Linked DNA regions of Sus scrofa: regions 2, 3 and 4 are each linked to region 1. Evidence: chromatin contacts called from public HiChIP or PLAC-seq data. All regions are on one chromosome and are shown on one strand. Each heading gives the region's core, a stretch centred on a gene start, on an enhancer-like site or on the middle of the called end of the contact. The rest is flanking DNA. Distances are from core to core; before and after follow the strand shown.

The links. HiChIP or PLAC-seq counts read pairs in DNA pulled down with a chosen protein or histone mark.
Region 2: a contact with region 1 is called in an H3K27ac HiChIP or PLAC-seq map of alveolar macrophages. The contact joins two enhancer-like sites.
Region 3: an H3K27ac HiChIP or PLAC-seq map of alveolar macrophages shows a contact between it and region 1, with 9 times the contacts expected there. The contact joins two enhancer-like sites. A contact is called at or near these places in 1 of 5 promoter capture datasets (fetal liver), 15 of 47 Hi-C or Micro-C datasets (alveolar macrophages, blood, embryonic fibroblasts and 9 more) and 2 of 2 datasets of contacts at active chromatin or transcription factors (alveolar macrophages and skeletal muscle).
Region 4: a contact with region 1 is called in an H3K27ac HiChIP or PLAC-seq map of skeletal muscle, with 4 times the contacts expected there. The contact joins two enhancer-like sites. A contact is called at or near these places in 2 of 2 datasets of contacts at active chromatin or transcription factors (alveolar macrophages and skeletal muscle).

The regions. Positions count from the first base shown.
Region 1 is chr14:49,309,415-49,312,279 of Sscrofa11.1, forward strand. The region is part of intron 16 of BCR (breakpoint cluster region protein); the gene reads left to right. Among named protein-coding and RNA genes, the nearest start is that of SPECC1L, 22 kb to the right of the region's middle. Within about 2 kb of position 1,422, at least 28 of the 83 cell types and tissues checked have an H3K27ac peak or open chromatin away from gene starts, as enhancers often do. A contact at or near this core is called in alveolar macrophages, retroperitoneal adipose tissue, skeletal muscle and 1 more, where this site is marked.
Region 2 is chr14:49,476,206-49,479,134 of Sscrofa11.1, forward strand. ADORA2A (adenosine receptor A2a) reads left to right here. Exons shown (of 3, transcript XM_003483462.4): 2 at 591-1,141. The coding sequence starts at 804. Among named protein-coding and RNA genes, the nearest start is that of ADORA2A, 10 kb to the left of the region's middle. Within about 2 kb of position 1,581, at least 19 of the 83 cell types and tissues checked have an H3K27ac peak or open chromatin away from gene starts, as enhancers often do. A contact at or near this core is called in alveolar macrophages, where this site is marked.
Region 3 is chr14:49,559,454-49,562,256 of Sscrofa11.1, forward strand. It overlaps UPB1 (beta-ureidopropionase), which reads left to right. Exons shown (of 10, transcript XM_001929254.6): 9 at 1-48; 10 at 1,535-2,057. The coding sequence ends at 1,618. Among named protein-coding and RNA genes, the nearest start is that of GUCD1, 24 kb to the right of the region's middle. Within about 2 kb of position 1,463, at least 20 of the 83 cell types and tissues checked have an H3K27ac peak or open chromatin away from gene starts, as enhancers often do. A contact at or near this core is called in alveolar macrophages, retroperitoneal adipose tissue and subcutaneous adipose tissue, where this site is marked.
Region 4 is chr14:49,506,345-49,509,316 of Sscrofa11.1, forward strand. No RefSeq gene overlaps it. Among named protein-coding and RNA genes, the nearest start is that of UPB1, 25 kb to the right of the region's middle. Within about 2 kb of position 1,442, at least 17 of the 83 cell types and tissues checked have an H3K27ac peak or open chromatin away from gene starts, as enhancers often do. A contact at or near this core is called in skeletal muscle, where this site is marked.

The DNA of each region.
Region 1 (2,865 bases), core at 172-2,671:
GAGCTTGCATATGCCACAGGTGTGGCCATTAAAAAAATAAAGATATTGAGGGGTTCCCTAGCAGTCTAGCTGTTAAAGAGTCACCATTGTCACTGCTCTGGCGCAAGTTTGATCCCTGGCCCAGGAACTTCTGCATGCCTCAGGCAAGGCCAGAAACAAACAAACAAACAAACAAACAAACAAACAAAAAAAAAAACAGAAAAATCCAAAAGGATATTGACTGCGGACACCCTGGGTTCTCTGAGGTTTTCGGTGATGTGTGCATGGCCTGCGTTGAATCAGGCCAGAGGTGGGCCAAGGCTTTGGCCCAGAGCTGTGAATCACTTTACTACTCTTTCTCTTTCTCAGAAAAATGCCTCGTGATTCAGCTTCATCTCCTGCCACTCTCTGCCTTATGCTTTCTATTTTCAAGGGAAGGGGCACCTCCTTGCTCTACTGTGCTCTGGTTTGGGACCTTATATCTTTTTTTTCTTTCACTGTCATACTCTGTCATGTCTTTCACAGTGTGTCCCTTTTCAGTATGTAAGTCAATGGCTTTAGTAATGTACAGCGTTGAACAGCTATCACCAATAATCCAGTCTGGGGATATTTCCACACACACCCCCCAAAACGGTTTCCCTCTTCCCACCCCCCAGCGGGGGTGGGACTGCTTTTTGTTGCTAGATTTATCCATTCTGCACATTTTGTATAAACGGAATTGTACCGTATTACGTGATCTTTTGTGACTGGCTTCCTCCACTTAGCAAAACATTTTTGAGGGTCATCCGCGTCAGAGCATGTTAGCTTTACTCCTTTTTTGGCTGAACCACATCCCATCCGTGTCTCCTCCGTCCACCAGTTGACGGACACTTGGGTTGTTTCTAGCTCAGGCCTATAAAGGTTACTGTTCTGTGAACCTGTGCACAGTCCGTGAGGAAAGATGTTTTCCTTGCTGCTGTGCAGAGACCTAGGAGGGGAAATGCCAGGTCGGATAGCCAGGGTTAACTTTGTGAGGAACTGCCCTGCTTTTCCAGAGAGGCCATGGCATTTCACATCCCGGCAGTGGTGTCTGGGGGCTCCTATTTCTCCACATCCTCACTGATACCTGTCACCCTCTGTCTCCTGGGTGGGAGCTGTCCTTTATTTTTCTGAGTTATGCTGTAGCCTGGTTGCAGGGAGGGGTGGAGGCGTTAATGCTATGGAGGATAGAGGTGCAGAGAACAGACTGCAGTAGGAAGAGAAGGAGACCACTCCAGGGAGTAGGTTACAGTGTAGACACGTGGGGTCCATCAGGACTCCTGGGAAGGCCCTGCTGGACCGTCCTGGGTGGTGACACTGGGCCCAGGGGAAACTCCGGGGAGGCCAGTGAGGAGAGAGCAGCATTTCCTTTTTTGGACAGTTTGGTGCTGCCTGTGCTCGGGCTGGGTGGATGAGAGACGTGCTGTGGTTGTCCATCAGTGACATCAGTGACCCATCTGGCCGTGCTACAGAGCAAGCAGGGTGGGGCCACGTCCTCAGCACCTGCCCCACCCCCATTGCCTCTCTGATGGGTCACACAAGGTGGTCCAGCAGGCTTACTGCCCCCCTTGCCAGCCCTGAGGGAGAGGAGCTGGGGCCCAGACCTTCCTTCTAGAACCTGGGTGTAAGAAGGTGCCCCCAGTTTTCCCTCGATTGCTGTTTCCCGGTCCTTGCCCCTCCGTCTCCGTTTGTTGTTCCAAACCCCGGTCCCCACTTGTTTATTTCTCTGTGCTTTAAAAAGCCCATGAGAGAGCGTGCCAGCCCTGAGTGCTCTTTGGGGCTGGATGGAGACGACCTCATCATTGTGTTATTCTCATGCTGCTTCCGCTCCACTCCACATGCTCTCTGTTGGCAATGGGCCAGCCTGGGGACTATCATTCCCTCTGGAGCCACTGAGGGGGCTGGGGGCCTGGTAAGGAGCCTCCTGGCAGCCTCTGGGGCAGGTGGAGGCAGGACTGGGCCTCAGTACAGGGGGTAGATGATGGGCCATCACCCCTTGTCATGCATCTGACTGGCGGTGCTGCAGGGCCTGCGGGGAACTCTCCCACCCAAGTCCATGCCAAGATGGGGTCACTGACTAGGGGCAGCCATGAGGCAGACTGGCCAGGCAGACACGTGTTACTCAGCATCTCCAAGCTCACCAACAGGAAACCAGCCACTTGAGAAGGAAACTTGGCTTTTCTGGGCTTTAGAGAGAACTGTGACGTGTCAGAATTCCTGTAACCAATAGGCTGCTGGTGGGGGTATTTTTTCCACACACAAACAAAGAACCTGGGGTTGGGGGGGGAGTAGGCTGCAGGGGCGGGGCTTCCTGAGAAGCCTGGTCAAAAGGCCTTGGAGGCCCGGAGCTCGACACACTGCTCTCCATCCTCACTGCCACCCATCTCACTCCTGTCCATCGCGCTCCAGTCCGGCTGCACCAGCCTCTCACACAGCAGGGCCAAGGATGCGAGAGACACCGTGTGCGGCCACCCTGCAGGGCCTCCTGCGGTACCTCCTCCCCACTGGCCGGACGGGCCAGAGCCGGGCAACCTCTGTCGAAAAGCACTTGTGTGCTCACGGTACCGCCCTGTGGACCCACATCCGGAGTCTCGTACGCAAGGGCAAGGTGGGCCTGCGGTCGGGCTGGAGATCTCTGTCCCTCTGCCTGTCATTGGGCTGCATGTGCCAAGTCTCTGTCCTGGAGAGGTGAGGGGAGGGAGCCTGGTGATTCCCGTTCTTGGAGGGCAAGAGAGGGTGCCTCTCTGCCACTGTGTCTCCCTTTTCGTTTGTTGTTGTTGTTGTAGTTATTGTTATTGTTGTTTAGAGCTGCACCCGCGGCATATGGCGGTTCCCAGGCTAAGGGTCTAATCGGAGCTATAGCTGCCG
Region 2 (2,929 bases), core at 331-2,830, 170 kb after region 1:
GGCTCAGGTTCCAACTTCCCCTTCTATCAGTGGGAAGCTGAGGCTCAGAAAGGAAAGGCATTCTCGCTGGTAGTCCCCCAGTGCGTCCTGGAGGGGGAGGCGGTGTGGGGGGTGTGCCCCGCCCAGAGGTGCAGTCAGGGCTCTGAGGGGTGGCTCCCTTCCTGTGCTCCCTGCCAGTGAGCGCCAGAGGGCTTCTCTGCTACTGTGAGACCAGGAGCTCTGGGGGCTCTGCCTGCCCCCAAGGCAGCACAGGTGGAGCAGGCTGAGGCTGGCTGAGAGAGGCATGGTGGTCCGGGGGAGGGGGGCTTTCCCAGGGAGAGTCGTGGGGCAGGGTGAGCTCAGGGACCAGGAAACTGGCACAAAAGGCTCAAGAAGCTGAGCCCGAGGGGCCAACACAAGTGACTAAGCTCTGAAAGTTCTTGGCTCCCCAGGAAGGGAGACAGAGACCGGGGCTGCTCCCTGGCCCTCTGTGTGGGGTTTGGGGTGGGAGAGGCTGGCACCTGGCCTGTGGGGAGGGCACTGGGGCTGAGGGCCACCCCTGGGGGTCTCCAGCGGTGGCCCCACTCCTCACAAGGCTTCTCCCATGGCAGGTGCTCAGGAACCCTGAAGCCGAGCAAAGATGCTGCAGAGCCCCTGGAGAGGGCCTGGCTTCTGGAGACGTGAAGTCAGTTGTGAAGAGGCCCTGGGGGAGGCCCCCCGCCGGCTCCTGTAAAGAAGGGGCTCAGGGCCGGGCAGGGCCGGCGGTGCTGCAGCTATGGACCGTGAGCTGGGCTGGCCTGCGCCCTCACTGACCCTGCCTGTCCATGGAGGTGTCCACCATGGCCTCCTTGGAGTACATCATGGTGGAGCTGGCGATCGCCGTGCTGGCCATCCTGGGCAATGTGCTGGTGTGCTGGGCTGTGTGGCTGAACAGCAACCTGCAGAATGTCACCAACTACTTTGTGGTGTCCCTGGCGGCAGCCGACATTGCCGTGGGGGTCCTGGCCATCCCCTTTGCCATCACCATCAGCATAGGGTTCTGTGCCGCATGCCACAGCTGCCTCTTCCTTGCCTGCTTCGTCCTGGTCCTCACGCAGAGCTCCATCTTCAGCCTCCTCGCCATCGCCATTGACCGCTACATTGCCATCCGCATCCCACTCCGGTGAGCCAGGGTGGGGGTGGGAGCGGGGTGGGTCACAGTTGTGAAAGGCGGTCTATGCCAGGGTCTGCTCTGTGCCAGGATCAGGATGAACCAGGGCCAGGGCTGGGTCTGGTGTCAGAGTGGTGAGCTGAGGTCAGGGCCACGGGGCTCAGTCTAGGGCTGCCCAGGGCTGCCCCCCAGGGGCACAGGGCAGGCTGGCCCTCCCGCAGCTACGTGGTTGAGGCTGCTGTGTTCTGGCTGTTGGCAGATGTGTGTGGCGCAGGACTGGTGGGTGTGTCCGGGCCACTGTTGACACAGCGCAATACCCGGGCCACAGAGCTAGACGCCCACCCATGCGCCTGCCTTCCTCCAGCTCCTCCGGGCCGGGCCGGCCCACAGTTAGCACATGAGGAAAATGACCCAGAGAGGGGAAGTGACTTGGCTGAATGCCTTGGTGAGTCACTTGGACCTTCATGCAAATTCTATGCTTCTTGGTCACCAAGTGCTCTTGGTCTTGGAGACAGCTCATGATCTGGCTGTTGCACGGGGGTTTTTATGGTGAAACTTTTGTGAAGTGACTTCAGCTAGGTATTGTGTAAATGAAGACTTTCCCTTGGAGTTCCCGTCGTGGCTCAGTGGTTAACAAACCCGACTAGGAACCATGAGGTTGCGGGTTCAATACCTGGCCTTGCTCAGTGGGTTAACGATCCGGCATTGCCGTGAGCTGTGATGTAGGTCGCAGACATGGCTCAGATCCCGTGTTGCTGTGGCTCTGGAGTAGGCCGGTGGCTACAGCTCGGATTAGACCCCTGGCCTGGGAATCTCCATATGCTGCCGGAGCGGCCCTAGAAAAGGCAAAAAGACAAAAAAAAAAAAAAAAAAAAAAAAAGACTTTCCCTGAGGCCTGAGTTCATGTAAATGAAGAGGCTAGAAAGTATGTCCCATGCCCTTGGAGGAGAGCATCTGCTCTCTGTCCTGGAGCTGGGTTCACAGCCTAGATGGCTGCAGGCCCTGAGGGAGGTCACCAAGGATGGCATGCCCCACCCAGTGGAGTTCCTCTGACATAGAGCAGGCACCGCAGGCCCACGGTGGGCTGAGGGGGCACCCACCTGAAGGGAAACAGGCTCCATAAGCAAATGGAAATTTAGTGTCAAACCCAAGGGGGCCTTTAGAGGTCCTTTCCTTCTATCTTCTGGTTGGAAAAAGGAAGCTCAGAGGGAAGCCAAGCCCCAGGCCATATAATGAGTTGGTAGCATAGCCAGGGCCAGCCTGGGAAGATTGTGCCTGCCATTCTCTGCGGCTTTAATCTTTTAGGAGCTGATGGCAGGTGGCCTTGGCCCCAGAACCTAGGATCCAGGGGAGCAGACATCTCGCCATGCTGCTCAGATGGAGGAGGGAGCCAGGGCCCGGGTGGCCTCCTGGGACAGTGGTCTTGGGAGAGCCTAGGACGCTTGTCATAAGAGAAGGGGCCATGGGCTGGCCCTAGTGGAGGACCAGCCTAAATGGGCAGAGCAGAGCCAGAGTCCAGGCTAATGGACAGCTCAGGACACAGGCCTGAGGGCTCCCAAGCAGACCAGCGTCCTCTTTGGGTCCAGGCAGTGTGGGCTGGGTGGCTCTGGTGGGAGCATCACGGGGAACAGAGGGCTCGCTCTCACCTTATCCCCTGGGGTAACAGAGGGCTCCCTCTCACTTATCCCCTGATAGGAGGGAGATCAGAGCTGCTGGTCTCAATGGAAAGGGCCTTGGCTGCTGCTGGTCTGTTTTCTGAGGGTAGGCTGTGCTGTGTGATGGGCAAGTCAGCTGCCTCTC
Region 3 (2,803 bases), core at 213-2,712, 250 kb after region 1:
CTCGATCTCAACCTCTGCCGGCAGACAAGTGACATCTGGGGCTTCAAGGTGGGTCCCGAGTCTCCTGCTCCCCGAAGTGGGCCTGTCCTGCTCTCAGCACTCCTGGCTTCAGGGACAGTGCATCAGTGGGGCAGAGGGCCAGAGCTGTGTGCAGGGCGGGAACCACAGGGTCCAGTGGTGCCCAGCCAGCAGGCCTCAATAAATTCTCCACTCATCTGATTTAGATTCTGGGTGCCTTTGAGCAAATTAATCTCAATTTCATTTGTCTCTGGAGAATAGAGTGGATTGGCCTCTCTAATCCTTTTTTCCTTTCCAGGCCTTTGCACTTATCACAAGATAAATGTGCATGTCTGGCTCTGCCTGTGGCCAGACCCCGAGTCTAGGCCTTGACAATGGAGGGAAGTGGGTCAAGGAGAGAAAAGGAATCCAGACCTGGCTCTGCCATGGCCCTGCAAGCCCCTTCTGCTCCTGGTCTTAGTACTCCCATTTCTGAAACAAAGGGCCTTGGAGACCAGACCCCGGTGACACCACAGGAGTATAAGTGCCCACCTCCTGGAATGAGGCACTGGCAGCCATGGCCTGGGTGCCACCTCCCTCCCCCTCAACCCCATACAGCATCTCAAGGACACAGGCAGAGCTTGCTATGTTACTGTCCAAAGGTATTTCCACCAACTTGCCCCCATTTACAAGCAAACCATACAAATGCACATCTCCATTGTCAGGCGGAATAACTCTGCCCAGCACGTAGGGCAAGACTAAGATTACAAATCCAGCCAGACGTGGGCTCTAGGCCTGACTCCCCCCATTTACGTGAGGATCAGCTCTCAGGCACATGTCCTGAGTCCAAGACCTTCCTCAGACAATCAAGGCACTGCCCACATGAAGGTCTTCTGGCCTGTCTCTTCTCAGGGAAGGCGTAGGTTAATGAGGATTCCACACAAGTTAGAAGTTGGAGACAATAAACAGAATGTTTTCTCGTGAGTAGCTTTTTGAAAGTGAAGCCTTCCTAAGCTATGGTAATGGACAGGAGACCCCAGCAAGACTTTGGAAAAGAGGTTAGGGATGGAGGGAATGCTAGGGTGTGAGCACCTGGGAGGACTTTCCAGCCCTGCCCTCAGCCTCGCCCTGCCTCCATCTGTGTCCGCATGAGACGCCAGGTGGCCCAGATGGGCCTCCAGAGCCAGGAGACCAGGGTGACACCACTCCTGCCTGGTGACCTGGGGCAGGTCACGCCCGTCTCAGGGCAGCCCTCTTCCCTCCTACCTCAGAGCAGCCACACCTTCTGGTGGGACAGACTGCAGAGGTCTTCCAGCAGAAGGCCCGGGGTGTGTGAGTCACCTTGGTGTCCATGATCTTCACCACAACACCGGATCCTGTGCCAAAAGGTCACGCGGAGGTTGTTTCTGTCTACTGTGGTCCAAGCTCCTCTGGTCGGCCAGCCTTCCTGCCGCATTTCTGTCCCATGGCTGCCCTCCAGTGGCAGTAGGTAGTGGCAAGTAAATGAGGGTGTTTACTCCCTGTGTTTTGCTTTCAGATGACGGGCAGATACGAGATGTACGCTCAGGAGCTTGCCGAAGCTGTCAAGCCCAGCTACAGCCCCAATATCGTGAAAGAGTAGCAGGCTCAGCCCCTGCCCACCAAGGAGGGCACCTCTGCCCACAGCAGATCAGCAAGTACTCCAGGCCCTGCATGTCCACATTCTCCCAGCAGATGCCTGATAATGCTGTGGTCCAGAGTGGTTTAAAAGTGCCTGGATGGGGAGGGTTGAATGAGAAGCGATGCTCCAATAGGTACAAGATTTCCTTCTGGGGGGGATGAAAATGTCTGGGGACTGGATAGAGGTGATGGTTTCACAACATTGTGAATGGGCCAAATCCACTGAATTGTTCACTTTAAAATGGTTAAAGGACTTCCCTGGTGGCTCAGGTTAAAGATCTGGCATTGTCACTGTGGTGGCTCAGGTCACTGCTGTGGCATGGGTTCAATCCCTGGCCAGGGAACTTCTGCATACCGCCAAAAATAAAATAAAATGGTTAAACTTTGTTATGTGAACTTTAGAAATTCAGTTACGATCCCAAGCATCCATTGTGCAGGTTGGTTTGAAATAAGATGGGTGGGGGCCCCAGTCCTGAAGTTCTCTACTTCTCTGTTTAGACCATCAACAATTTGAGGGTAAGCATGGGATGCATGTACTGAGTGCATGTGCTCAAGGGAGGTGAGGCTGATCCAGGGTCACTGAACTGCTTGATGTCATTGAAGGGATCAGCCTGGCCAGGCTGCAGTCTACAGTTACTTAGTGGGAGCTCATTTGGGTATTACTGCCAAGACTTTAATGTGATTAAAACCCATAACCACTTTACCAGCAAATGAGATTATCCTAGATAATCTGGGTAGGCCTGAGTTAATCCCTGAAAGGCCCTGAGAGCAGAGCTGAGGTTCCTGGATGAGGAAGGAATTGTGCACATGGATTGCATGGACTGCAGTCTCAGCTGTGCTGAAGTCCCAGCCTGCCCTCCAGATTTCAAACTTGTCCATCCAGTCCTTACAAGCACTTAATTCCCTGCAATGGACTTCTTAACATCTGTTCTGCCATTTCTGCTTGTCTGGTGGACTCTGCCTGATACAGATTCCTATATTGGAACTGGTTCTGGAGGAGCAGAGTCTCAAGGAAGGGTCTTTGTTGGTTCTGGGTTTTCTGGAGTTCTTCTCTAATTTGGTTGGATTTAAAGGCACTAATGACTCTATTTCCAGTGGTAAAGGGGGCAGTGGTTGTTCCTGGTGTGAGGGGGCAGTAGAGGTTTAA
Region 4 (2,972 bases), core at 192-2,691, 200 kb after region 1:
AGCCGGCCTCTAAGACAGCCCCATGTCCTCTGCCCCTGGTATCCATGCCCTTCTAGGTGAGCTGGACCTAGTGACTTGCTTTTTTTTTTTGTCTCTTTGCCATTTCTTGGGCCACTCCCGCAGCATATGGAGGTTCCCAGGCTAGGGGTCAAATCGGAGCTGTAGTCACCGGCCTAAGCCAGAGCCACAGCAACGCAGGATCCAAGCCGAGTCTGCGACCTACAGCACAGCTCATGGCAACACCGGATCCTTAACCCACTGAGCAAGGGCATGGACCAAACCTGCAACCTCATGGTTCCTAGTCAGATTTGTTAACCACTGCGCCACGACAGGAACTCCTGCTTTTTTTTTTTTTTTCCTTTTTAGGGCTACACCCACAGCAAATGGAAGTGCCGCCTGGGCTAGGGGTGGAATTGGAGCTACAGCTGCTGGCCTATGCCACAGCCACAGCCAAACCGGATTTGAGTTGCATCTGCACCCTATACCGCAGCTTGCCACAATGCTGGATCCTTAACCCCCTGAGCATGGCCAGGGATCAAACCTGCATTCTCATGGACACTAAGTGGAGTTTTTAACCTGCTGAGCCACAATAGGAACTCCAAAATGACTTGCTTCTAATGAAGAGTCAGCAAAAGTGATAGAATAGCCCTTCTGAGATGAAGTCTGAGTGACCATGGCTTCCACTTGGTCCCTCTTGCTCTCACCCCAGCACCAAGGCTTGAAGCAGTCATGAGGAGGCGTGGATCACTAAGGATTGAGGTCTGCCAAATACCACTGCAGTGAGCTTCAAACTGGGCTCCCCTCTGTGCCCGCTTGAGACTTCAGGCTGGGGGCTCGACTGTAACCTCGCAAAAGACCTTGAGCCAGAGTCACCCAGCTAAGCCGGACCTAATTCTTAACCTGCAGAAGCCATGAGATAGTAAATACTTTTGCTCCAAGCCAAGTTTTGAGGTAATTTGTTATGTAGCAACAGACAACTAACACATAGGACCTGGTTCAAACCACACCCCCGAGTTTTCTTGGACCTCACTTGGCCCAGAGCAACCTGTACCTCCTCTGAACTGGCAGAGCTGTTTTCACTGCTCAGGTCACACTTCTGCAACATCATTTACCTTCCATCCTCTGTGTTTCCAAGCGACTCAAGGTCAGGAGCTGCTGCTTAAGTTTCTTGTGGGTCCTCACTCAGAGTGAGTAGCTGGCAATGTAGAGAAAGAGGTTTTGAGAGGCTAGAGTTTCGTGTGGAAAGGGGCTTTTAGCTCCTGTTTGGTGGCTGATGGGGGAATGACTTGGAGGTGGGAAGCTGACGTGAAGCCAGAAGGGGAGCACAGCTTGGGAGGAGCTCATGTTTGGTCCTCATCAAAGTGGAGGCAACAGTGGCCAATACTAACAGCCAGCCCTCCTTGTAAGGTCTCTCTGGCAATTTCCTTCTCATTGTGTGAGGAGCTTGGCCTGGTGCTGGCAGTTGTGAGAGGGAGCAGCGAGGGCGGCTCTGGGGCACTGGGGTCACTGCAGAGGAGGGAAGCGAATTGTTTTCTCAGGGCCCCTCTCTCACGTTTATTCTTTTCAGAGCCTCTGCAGCAGGACGGTGCTGAAGCCCATTTCCTACACGTAGCACCATTTATTTAAGACACATACCACATATACACAAAGAAGCAAATGCAAAGGGAAAAGGGGGAAAAGGCTGCTGAAGCCCAGAGTCACTGAAAGTTCAGGCTAAGAATAGACAAGGAACTCTGAGAGCTGCTCGGCTATGTGCTCTCCTGCAGGGGCCTGGCAATCAGCCCGACCCAGCTGTTTTTTCCTAGGCTTTACACAGAAAGAGCATTGGCCTGGGAATCAGGAGGCCTAGGTTCTAGGCCTGGCTCTGCCAGTGCCTTCTTCTGTGACCTGCAGTGAGTCCTTTCCCTCCCTGGGCCTCAGTTTTCCACTTGGAAAAGGGAAGGGCTGGACTCAGCTCTGAGGCTTTCAACTCCAACACGGACAGGAGTTCCCATCATGGCTCAGTCGTTAACGAATCCGACTAGGAACCATGAGGTTGCAGGTTCAATTCCTGGCCTTGCTCAGTGGGTTAAGGATCCAGTGTTGCTGTGAGCTGTGGTGTAGGTCGCAGACACGGCTTGGATCCTGAGTTGCTGTGGCTGTGGCATAGGCCAGCAGCTACAGCTCCAAATAGACCCCTAGCCTGGGAACCTCCATATGCCGAGGGAGTGGCCTTAGAAATGGCAAAAAGACAAAACAAAAAACAAAAACAACATCAACTCCAACACGGATAGAACACAAGGGAAAGGAAAAGGGTGCTGGCTCACCCAGGACCCAGGAGACCCAAATTCCTGTCCCAGCTTTGTCACTAAGAAGCCCCACCTCACTGGGCCTCTGCTTCTTCATCATCACATCACATCATCACAAGGTGATGTAGTTCCTCATCCATCCCTTCCAGAAACGTTTCTTGAGCATCCACTATGCACCAGGCTTAGTGCTGGATACAGGAAGGTGAGCTGAGACAGACACAGCCCACATCCTCATGGAATTTCAAGTCTACTAGGTTGGAGGAGAGGGGAGAAGATGAACTGTAGTCAATCACATAAGTGAGGGCGACATTAATGCCAAGATAAGTCAACAAAGGAAGAACTGAACTCGGTCCTGGGCGACTGAGAGAGATACACCACCTCCGCAAATTCGAATGTTCTATGATCCCACAGGTGGCCCTGCTGAACAGCCAGAGAAACCCTCTGACCAACTCACATCTCATACCATTGCTTGTTTCCAGAACAGCACAACTCAATTAAGCCAATCAACCATCACCTACCTTCCGGGTACCTACTCCAGGAACTCAACCCCTCAACTCCTGCCTTCCTGGAGCTTACCCCAGTGGGCACTGATGTGGCTACAGAATGCCTCATGACACTCTGACTGCTGTTATATGCTTTGAACAGTAAATTTTTTAAATTTCATTTTTTCATGGCCACACCTAC